Regions from separate parts of the Mus musculus genome. Here region 1 is linked to region 2. The links are chromatin contacts, called in public Micro-C maps. All regions are on one chromosome and are shown on one strand. The core of a region is the stretch at or near the end of the contact, and the rest is flanking DNA. Distances in the headings are between cores, read along the strand shown. Region 1 overlaps Slc9a7 (solute carrier family 9 (sodium/hydrogen exchanger), member 7). Region 2 holds the start of Chst7 (carbohydrate (N-acetylglucosamino) sulfotransferase 7).

Region 1 (3,629 bases), core at 266-2,765, 77 kb after region 2:
TCTATAGTGCTTTATGAAGATCGCTCATTTTCTTAGAAAAATGAAAGAAGTGGGAGAATTAGAAAATCTTCGTGCTCTGTTCCCAATGTAACCAGTAGTGAATGACTTCATTGCTGGCTCACCAGCCATTCATATGGTGGTCAAAGATCACTCTTCTGATAACTTTTTCAGTACCTGGGGTCAGTATTGAATGATAGCTAAGTGACTAAATGGAATATCACTAATAAATAGACAGCTTAACGACATGTACCACCTAAAAGGATGCAACAAGAAACATACAATAATACTTTACAGCATTTTTGACAAAATGATTGTTTGCCTCTGGTCATAATGAAACCTCAGAAAAATCCCAATTATAAGACATTTTGTTAATGTTTTATAATGCTGGGATAATAACTATCCCGAATACTTAAAAAACAATGTTATAAGAGACCATGAAAAGGGAGTGAATTGTGGCAAAAGAGTAAACAGTCATGTCAATAAGCAAAATAAAAATTGTTGGATCCTGTGTGTGTAAAATTCATGTCACTTTTCTTAGGTGCAATTACGCAGGAGATTGAACTCCAGGAGCATTTAGGAGTAGACTCAGGACACCTGACTCTTACTGGAATAAAAAAGTGGCAAATTCTAGTGAACTGCTGAGTGCAAGTTAGTACCAGGGTAGTCACAGCTCCAGCCTTTCCTTTTGGGAGAAAAACTTAAATCACAGTTAAGGATATTTAATTATACCTTTGGTACAGATGTTTCAAAAGCATACCAGCCTAATTTTCTATCTGTAATTAATTGATTAATACTGATAATTTATAAATTCATTTTATCTCAGGGTCTGAAAAGTACAAATTGTAAAGATTCATGACATGGGGTACTAGAATTGGTAAGCACAGGCAATGGACAAATATTTTCTTCTTGATAATTTCAGAAATATTTTTGCTGAAACTGTTTTCTCCTAAAAGTAATGGGCACAGAGAAAGTCTTGAGTTGCCTCAGACAGTTAATGAAGTGCTAAGCAATGCAGCTATATTTAGATCCAGTTGTGCCACTCCATGGTGACTTGAAAGCTCTAGAAACATTCCTACTCAATATCTGCTTTCCTTCCCTATATCAAGCTTCTGTGTGGAAGGTCCAGTCTTCACTGGAGCCCCTCACTATCTACCACATGTCTGAGATGCATAGAGTCTGACTGTGCAGTGCCTGGCTTCTCCCAGTCTGACTCACGGGCTGTTACGGAGGTGCCAACTACTAATATAAGGTACTAAGGCAGTAAAATTCAAGAAGGGAAATAAATACCTGCTTTTCAGCTTACCATGGTTTTATAAATTACTCCTACAAGACAGACGGGGACCATGACACAATGGTTATTCTGTATTTCCCACCCCACCCCACCCCCATTTGAGGCTGTTTATTTTAGAGTGATTTAATAATGACTTTTCTGGCATTTGGAAGGGCCCTTGGACCAGTGCTGAAGAATGACACACAGCATGCTGGGATTCCTAAAAAGGCCTCCACCCTTGGGGCAGAGCCCATAACCAAACTGGTCTCTGTGAATAAGAGTAAAGCAACGGACCAGGACACTTGCAATGGTGCTAAACAGCAAGAAAGAACAGGCACGGGCATTTGATTGCAGATTCAGAGCTCCGTAAGACTTAGCTTTTTCAAATTGCTGGTTTTGGCAACTGTTTAAAATGTATTTATCTCCTGACTTGTTACATCTGGGATGTTACAGAAACCCTGGAGCTTTATTATATTCCATTTCAGTATTCCGAGACATTTAGGGGGAGCGCCCACACTGCAGCCGACACAGTAGTCTTTTCCTCCAGAATGAACTGGATTATCCTTGGGCCATTAAAAGTGAGACAAATGTGGAAATTCTATGCCAAATAATAGCAGGAAGAAGTCAGATGGATGTGTTTTCTTTGTAATAAATACCCCAAAGTTAATAACTTTCATTCTAGAACAATAGCTTGTCTACTGTAGCTAATGAATAAAATGGCATAAAATCTCAGAAAAATTCTATCTTAACCAATACTTTTTTAGGAAATTCTATATATTAAATTCAGGGCCTCAAGCACATTAAGCATGCATTTTACCAGTGATACAAATTTCTAGAAACCAGTAATTTTAAAACATGAATAATCAAAGTTCTGGTTAATTTGAAGAATATGAGACATGACTCTTCATATAAATCTTGAGCATCAGATTATAATCTGAATTATCTGTGTCCCAAGTAATACTGGTCCCCCAAAAAATTCTTCCTTGAAGGCAGGACACTTCAATAGAAAGAGTCTACTAGTAACTCTACTAGTAAATGTGTATGTGTGTGTGAATGCATGCACACACATGCACAAGCATTCATATATGCACACTATAACAGTAATAAGTATGAATCCAATGAGATATTTCAACACTTTCATGAATTTTATGCATGCCATTACAGAATATATCTGGGCTATATTACAAGACCCATACCCCACTTATACATATTGGATTCTTCACCCTGTCTTTAGTGAGCAGAGTATTTGCACAAGTTCTGAGTTCAAGCCAATTTTGTAATGAATGGATCTACAAATCAGACCAGGAAGAAAGCATACCACCTGGAGATCCAGAAAGGCAAGAACAAACACTGGAGGTTTTTATTTTGCTCCTACATCACCACCTTTAAACACAATGGTATCATACACAGTTGGATGTAGGCCAAGAAACAAACTGTGTTAATGAAAACTTCATCATCCTTTTGTTTATTTAAAAAATGTTAATGTCATCTAAACCATTGTGAGAAAGTATAGATACACAAATACATAATTAAAAATATATAACACTGAGGCACAGCCAGTAAAGACATGAACCTAGCATAACTGTCCTCTGAGAGGCTCCAATCATAAGCCAATGGAAATAGATGCAGAGACCCACAGCCAAACATTAGATGCAGCTTGAGGAGTCTTGTGGACAAGTTGGGGGAAGGATTAAGGGACCCAAACAGGACAGGACTCTACAGGAAGACCAACAAAGTCAACTAAGCTGGACTCTTAGGAGCTCCCAAAAACTGAATCACCTACCAAAGAGCTAGCATGGGCTGGATCTATGCCTTCATGCACATATGTGGCAGATGTGCAGCTTGATTTTCATGCAGATCCTCCAACAGCTGGACTGGAAGCTGTCCCTGACCCTGTTGCCTGCCTATGAATCCAGTTCCCCTAACTGGACAACCTTGTCTTGCCTCAAAGGGAGAGAATGAGCCTAGTCCTGCAGTAACTTGATGATCTGGGGGGGGGGGGGCTATGACACCCAGGGGGAATGTCCCCTTCTCAAAGGAAAAGGGAAGGGAGATATACGTATCACAACACTAGCATTTAATTAAGATCATATAGCTATGCTCTAGTCGAGGCTGAAATATTAAAGTCTAGTTCTCTGCATTAGGTACAAGCCTTACTTACTAGATCACAAGCATGGTTTTCTAGGGAAAGTATAGGTGGCTCTGAAAATGAGCTGCCTTTAACACAAAGCTCATTCAGTTGTAAAATAAAAATAAGACACTAATTAAGGCTGTGGGGTGGAAAACACATGGTTCAAAATGTGGGGAAAAGGCACTTCAATAACATTAACATACAAATCAACATGGAGGAAGAACAGAA
Region 2 (3,956 bases), core at 1,158-3,657:
AACCACCAAGACCTAAGGGTTTCAAATGTACTTCCAAAGAAATAAATGTTCCCTCCCAAACGTACTTAACTTTATTCTCTACCTATAGTGTGTGTGCGTGTGCGTGTGCGTGTGCGTGTGTGTGTGTGTGTGTGTGTGTGTGTGAGTGTTCAGCATCTTGTCACATCCAGGCATTTAATTCATCCAGGAGAGCTCCAGAGAAGTCACCCTCAGATGCTCCAATCTCCTCTCATAGATGCAGATGTTTCTACTGGACCTGCTCTTTCCTATCTATCCACAGATGGCTCCACAGACCCTAGATAGCAAGGAAACAGCCAACTCTCCTAAGGCAGGACCACATCCCATTACCCATTTTCTTAGGTTTCCTAGAGACATGTCACCTCAGAGTCAGCAGGAAGTAGCTAAGGATCACAATGATGACCCTATTCCTGCTCCACCATCGCCTTTTTCAAAATTTTCCTTTTTTAATTAAACCAAAACAGGGTAATGTTGGCATTTAGTCTAGGCTCTGCCCCACAGTTACCAGGAAATATCCAGGTGTGCCTGACTCATTATAAAAGGAGCTACTTGCCCCATCCTCTCTCTTTCTCTCCTGCCCTTGCTAACCCTTACCCTCTTTTCCCTCTCTCCCCATTCCCCTCCCCCCTTCCACATGCTCACGACCAGTCTCTACTCGTCTCTTCTCTTGCTCTGCCTTTCTCTGTCTCTACTACCCTCTCAGCTACCCTCCCCATGCCGTGAATAAACTCTATTCTATACTATACCATTGTACAGCTGGTACCTCAGTGGAGGAAGGGATATCTCACTATGGGCCCACAGAGGCACACAACTATCTATCAACTGAGCTGTGACTCCAGGTCCCTCTCCCATCTCAGAGTTAGTGTTGGAAGATAAAGCCAAAAGGGACAGTTGGAGGAGGATAATTGTAATTTTATTGTCTCCATTACTGGGCTTGAGGTTTTTATAACTAACAACAGAAGTTATTTACATTCTGCTCAGCCATATATTTCTCCCCAAGTGAGCCCAGAGCAACCTTTTTTGCTTAAAAAGGGAAAAGGAAAAATATAATGGAAGCTATTAATTTTATGTTGCAAAATAGTATCCTTGCTACAAAGGAGATTAATACATAAGTGAGTGAATGTTACTGATGGAAAATGAAGAGGTTCAACATGGTTTCTTCTGACAAAAAAGTAGCAAGTAATGACACTGTTGGGAAAGGAGTGCAGTGGTACCCCTGGTTGGAGAAGAGCAGAGAATTTTGAATAGTCCTAGAGGCTTGAGATTTGGAATTGACAGGATGTCTGAGGTTAATGGTGTTAAATTTCTCTTGGTGTAAACATGTCCTTTATGGAATGTTTTGCAATTGTGTTTGTGGGTTTGGGAAAGAATGGCTTTTCTAGGGGAGTAATGAATGACAGAAGGCAAGGAAGTTTAGTTTATTGCCATGAGTGTTATTAAAATAATGGCACAGGACCAGTAAGATGGCTCAGTGAGAGCACTTGCCTAGAGCTGATCCTAGCAACCTGAGTTCAATCGCCAGTCTCCAGGACATGCAAGATGAGAGAAGAGAACCAACTCCCTCATGTTGTCCTCTGACCTCCATACATGTGCACACACAGGCACACAGGCACGCACGCACACACACACACACACACACACACACACACACACGAATATAATTTGAGAGAGAGAGAGAGAGAGAGAGAATTGCCCATAGTCTTTTAGATGAACACGAAGATTTGAGAAAAATGTAAAGGGAGTGGGCAAGGTGGATCAGAAATAAAGAATATATATACAAGTGGCTGGAAAGTGTGAGAATTGTGGGCAAGAAACAATGATTGACAAATACAAAATAAATAGTTTTCATATATAAGGAATACAAGAGAAGGGCTGGAGAATTAGTTCAGTGATTAAGACCACTTACTGGAGACCCAAGTTTGGTTTGAAACACCTATAGCTCTGATTACACCCATCTGCAACTCTTGTTTCTGGTGATCCAGTGCCCTCTTCTGGATTCTGCTGGGACCAAAACAGGAAGAAAAAAAGTGTCATTCTCCAGGTGGGGAATCATGTCCAGTCACTGGATGCCTTCTGTACACATTGTGACTCTCCCTTGCCTGAAGTTGGTTGGTTAGCAAACTTAAATTCGTTTTGAAGGAGTTAGGGAAAGGTGGAGTACACTCAGTGCACCCCAGAGGGTGTCCCTGCCCTGTGGCAGCCCTGTCCAGCTCTAGCCCGGCGTTGAGCAAACCCAGGAGCAGAGCGTAAGTGGGCGGGGAGAAGTTTCGGGTACCATGGGCAGGGCCTGCAGCTGCTGAACCGGCCAATGAGCGCTCTCAAGAGGCTGAGCCAAGAAGGAGGCTGAGTGTGCCGCCACCACTGCCTCCCAAGTTTCCTGTAGTGGATACACCGCCCGGCTGCTCCACTCCGCTCCACCCAACATTGAGGGAGACCCGAAGAGGCCGGAGCCGAGGACTTTGGGCTGGGTTTTCTGGACAGAACCAGCAGGCGCCTACTCTGCTCTGGGTGGGGAGAGTGAGGATTCGGTGAACTATGAAGGGCCGGCGGCGGCGGCGCCGAGAGTATTGCAAGTTCACGCTGCTCTTGGCGCTGTACACGCTTTTGCTACTTCTTGTCCCCTCTGTACTGGACAGCCACAGCGAGCAGGACAAGGGCAGGAACTGCCCCGGCCTGCAGCGCAGCTTGGGTGTGTGGAGCCTGGAGGCGGCGGCGGCCGGGGAACGTGAGCAGGGCGCTGAGGTGCGGTCCCTGGCCGAAGGAAACCCGGATCGATCCCCCGGGTCCCCCGGCAACCTCAGCGCCGTCGGTGAGGCGGTGACCCAGGAAAAGCAACACATCTATGTGCATGCCACCTGGCGCACCGGCTCGTCCTTCTTGGGCGAACTCTTCAACCAGCACCCGGACGTTTTCTACTTGTACGAGCCCATGTGGCATCTGTGGCAGGCACTGTATCCGGGCGACGCGGAGAGCCTGCAGGGCGCACTAAGAGACATGCTGCGCTCCCTCTTCCGCTGTGATTTCTCTGTGCTGCGCCTGTACGCGCAGCCTGGGGACCCTGGGGAGCGAGCACCGGACTCGGCCAACCTCACCACGGCCATGCTTTTCCGCTGGCGGACCAACAAGGTCATCTGCTCGCCGCCTCTGTGCCCCGCCGCGCCCCGGGCACGCGCGGACGTGGGACTCGTCGAGGACAAAGCCTGCGAAAGTACCTGCCCGCCCGTTTCGCTCCGCGCCCTGGAGGCCGAGTGCCGCAAGTACCCGGTGGTGGTCATCAAAGACGTGCGGCTACTGGACCTGGGAGTGCTGGTCCCTCTGCTGCGTGACCCAGGCCTCAACCTAAAGGTGGTGCAACTCTTCCGAGACCCTCGGGCCGTGCACAACTCGCGCCTCAAGTCGAGGCAGGGACTGCTGCGCGAAAGCATCCAGGTGCTGCGCACGCGCCAGAGGGGCGACCACTTCCACCGGGTGCTGCTGGCGCATGGAGTGGATGCCCGTCCGGGAGGCCAGGCCCGGGCTCTGCCCTCGGCGCCACGCGCTGATTTCTTCTTAACCAGCGCGCTTGAGGTGATCTGTGAAGCGTGGCTTCGCGACCTGCTATTCACCCGCGGCGCGCCCGCCTGGCTGAGGCGTCGCTACCTGCGGCTGCGTTATGAGGACCTGGTGTGGCAGCCCCAAGCCCAGCTGCGCCGCCTGCTGCGCTTCTCTGGGTTGCGGACACTCGCCGCGCTTGATGCCTTCGCATTCAATATGACGCGGGGCTCGGCCTACGGCGCCGATCGTCCCTTCCACTTGTCTGCGCGGGACGCCCGAGAGGCTGTGCACGCCTGGCGCGAACGTCTGAGCCAAGAGCAGGTGCGCCAAGTGGAAACCGCCTGCGCCCCTGCCATGCGTCTGCTTGCCTACCCTCGAAGTGGGGACGAACGCGACAGGAAGAC

The links. A called contact is a pair of places that touch in the nucleus more often than the background predicts.
Region 1: a contact with region 2 is called in a Micro-C map of embryonic fibroblasts, with 5 times the contacts expected there. The contact joins the enhancer-like site here to the promoter of Chst7 in region 2. A contact is called at or near these places in 4 of 39 promoter capture datasets (embryonic stem cells, liver, pre-B cells and 1 more), 14 of 484 Hi-C or Micro-C datasets (B cells, the CH12 cell line, bone marrow-derived macrophages and 8 more), 2 of 115 datasets of contacts at active chromatin or transcription factors (embryonic stem cells and stem cell-derived neural progenitor cells) and 2 of 9 other capture datasets (adipose tissue and liver).

Annotation. Positions count from the first base shown.
Region 1 is chrX:20,135,131-20,138,759 of GRCm38.p6, forward strand. All of the region lies in intron 13 of Slc9a7 (solute carrier family 9 (sodium/hydrogen exchanger), member 7), which reads right to left. Among named protein-coding and RNA genes, the nearest start is that of Chst7, 77 kb to the left of the region's middle. Within about 2 kb of position 1,516, at least 6 of the 459 cell types and tissues checked have an H3K27ac peak or open chromatin away from gene starts, as enhancers often do. A contact at or near this core is called in embryonic fibroblasts, where this site is marked.
Region 2 is chrX:20,057,163-20,061,118 of GRCm38.p6, forward strand. It overlaps Chst7 (carbohydrate (N-acetylglucosamino) sulfotransferase 7), which reads left to right and starts at 2,408. Exons shown (of 2, transcript NM_021715.1): 1 at 2,408-3,956. The coding sequence starts at 2,554.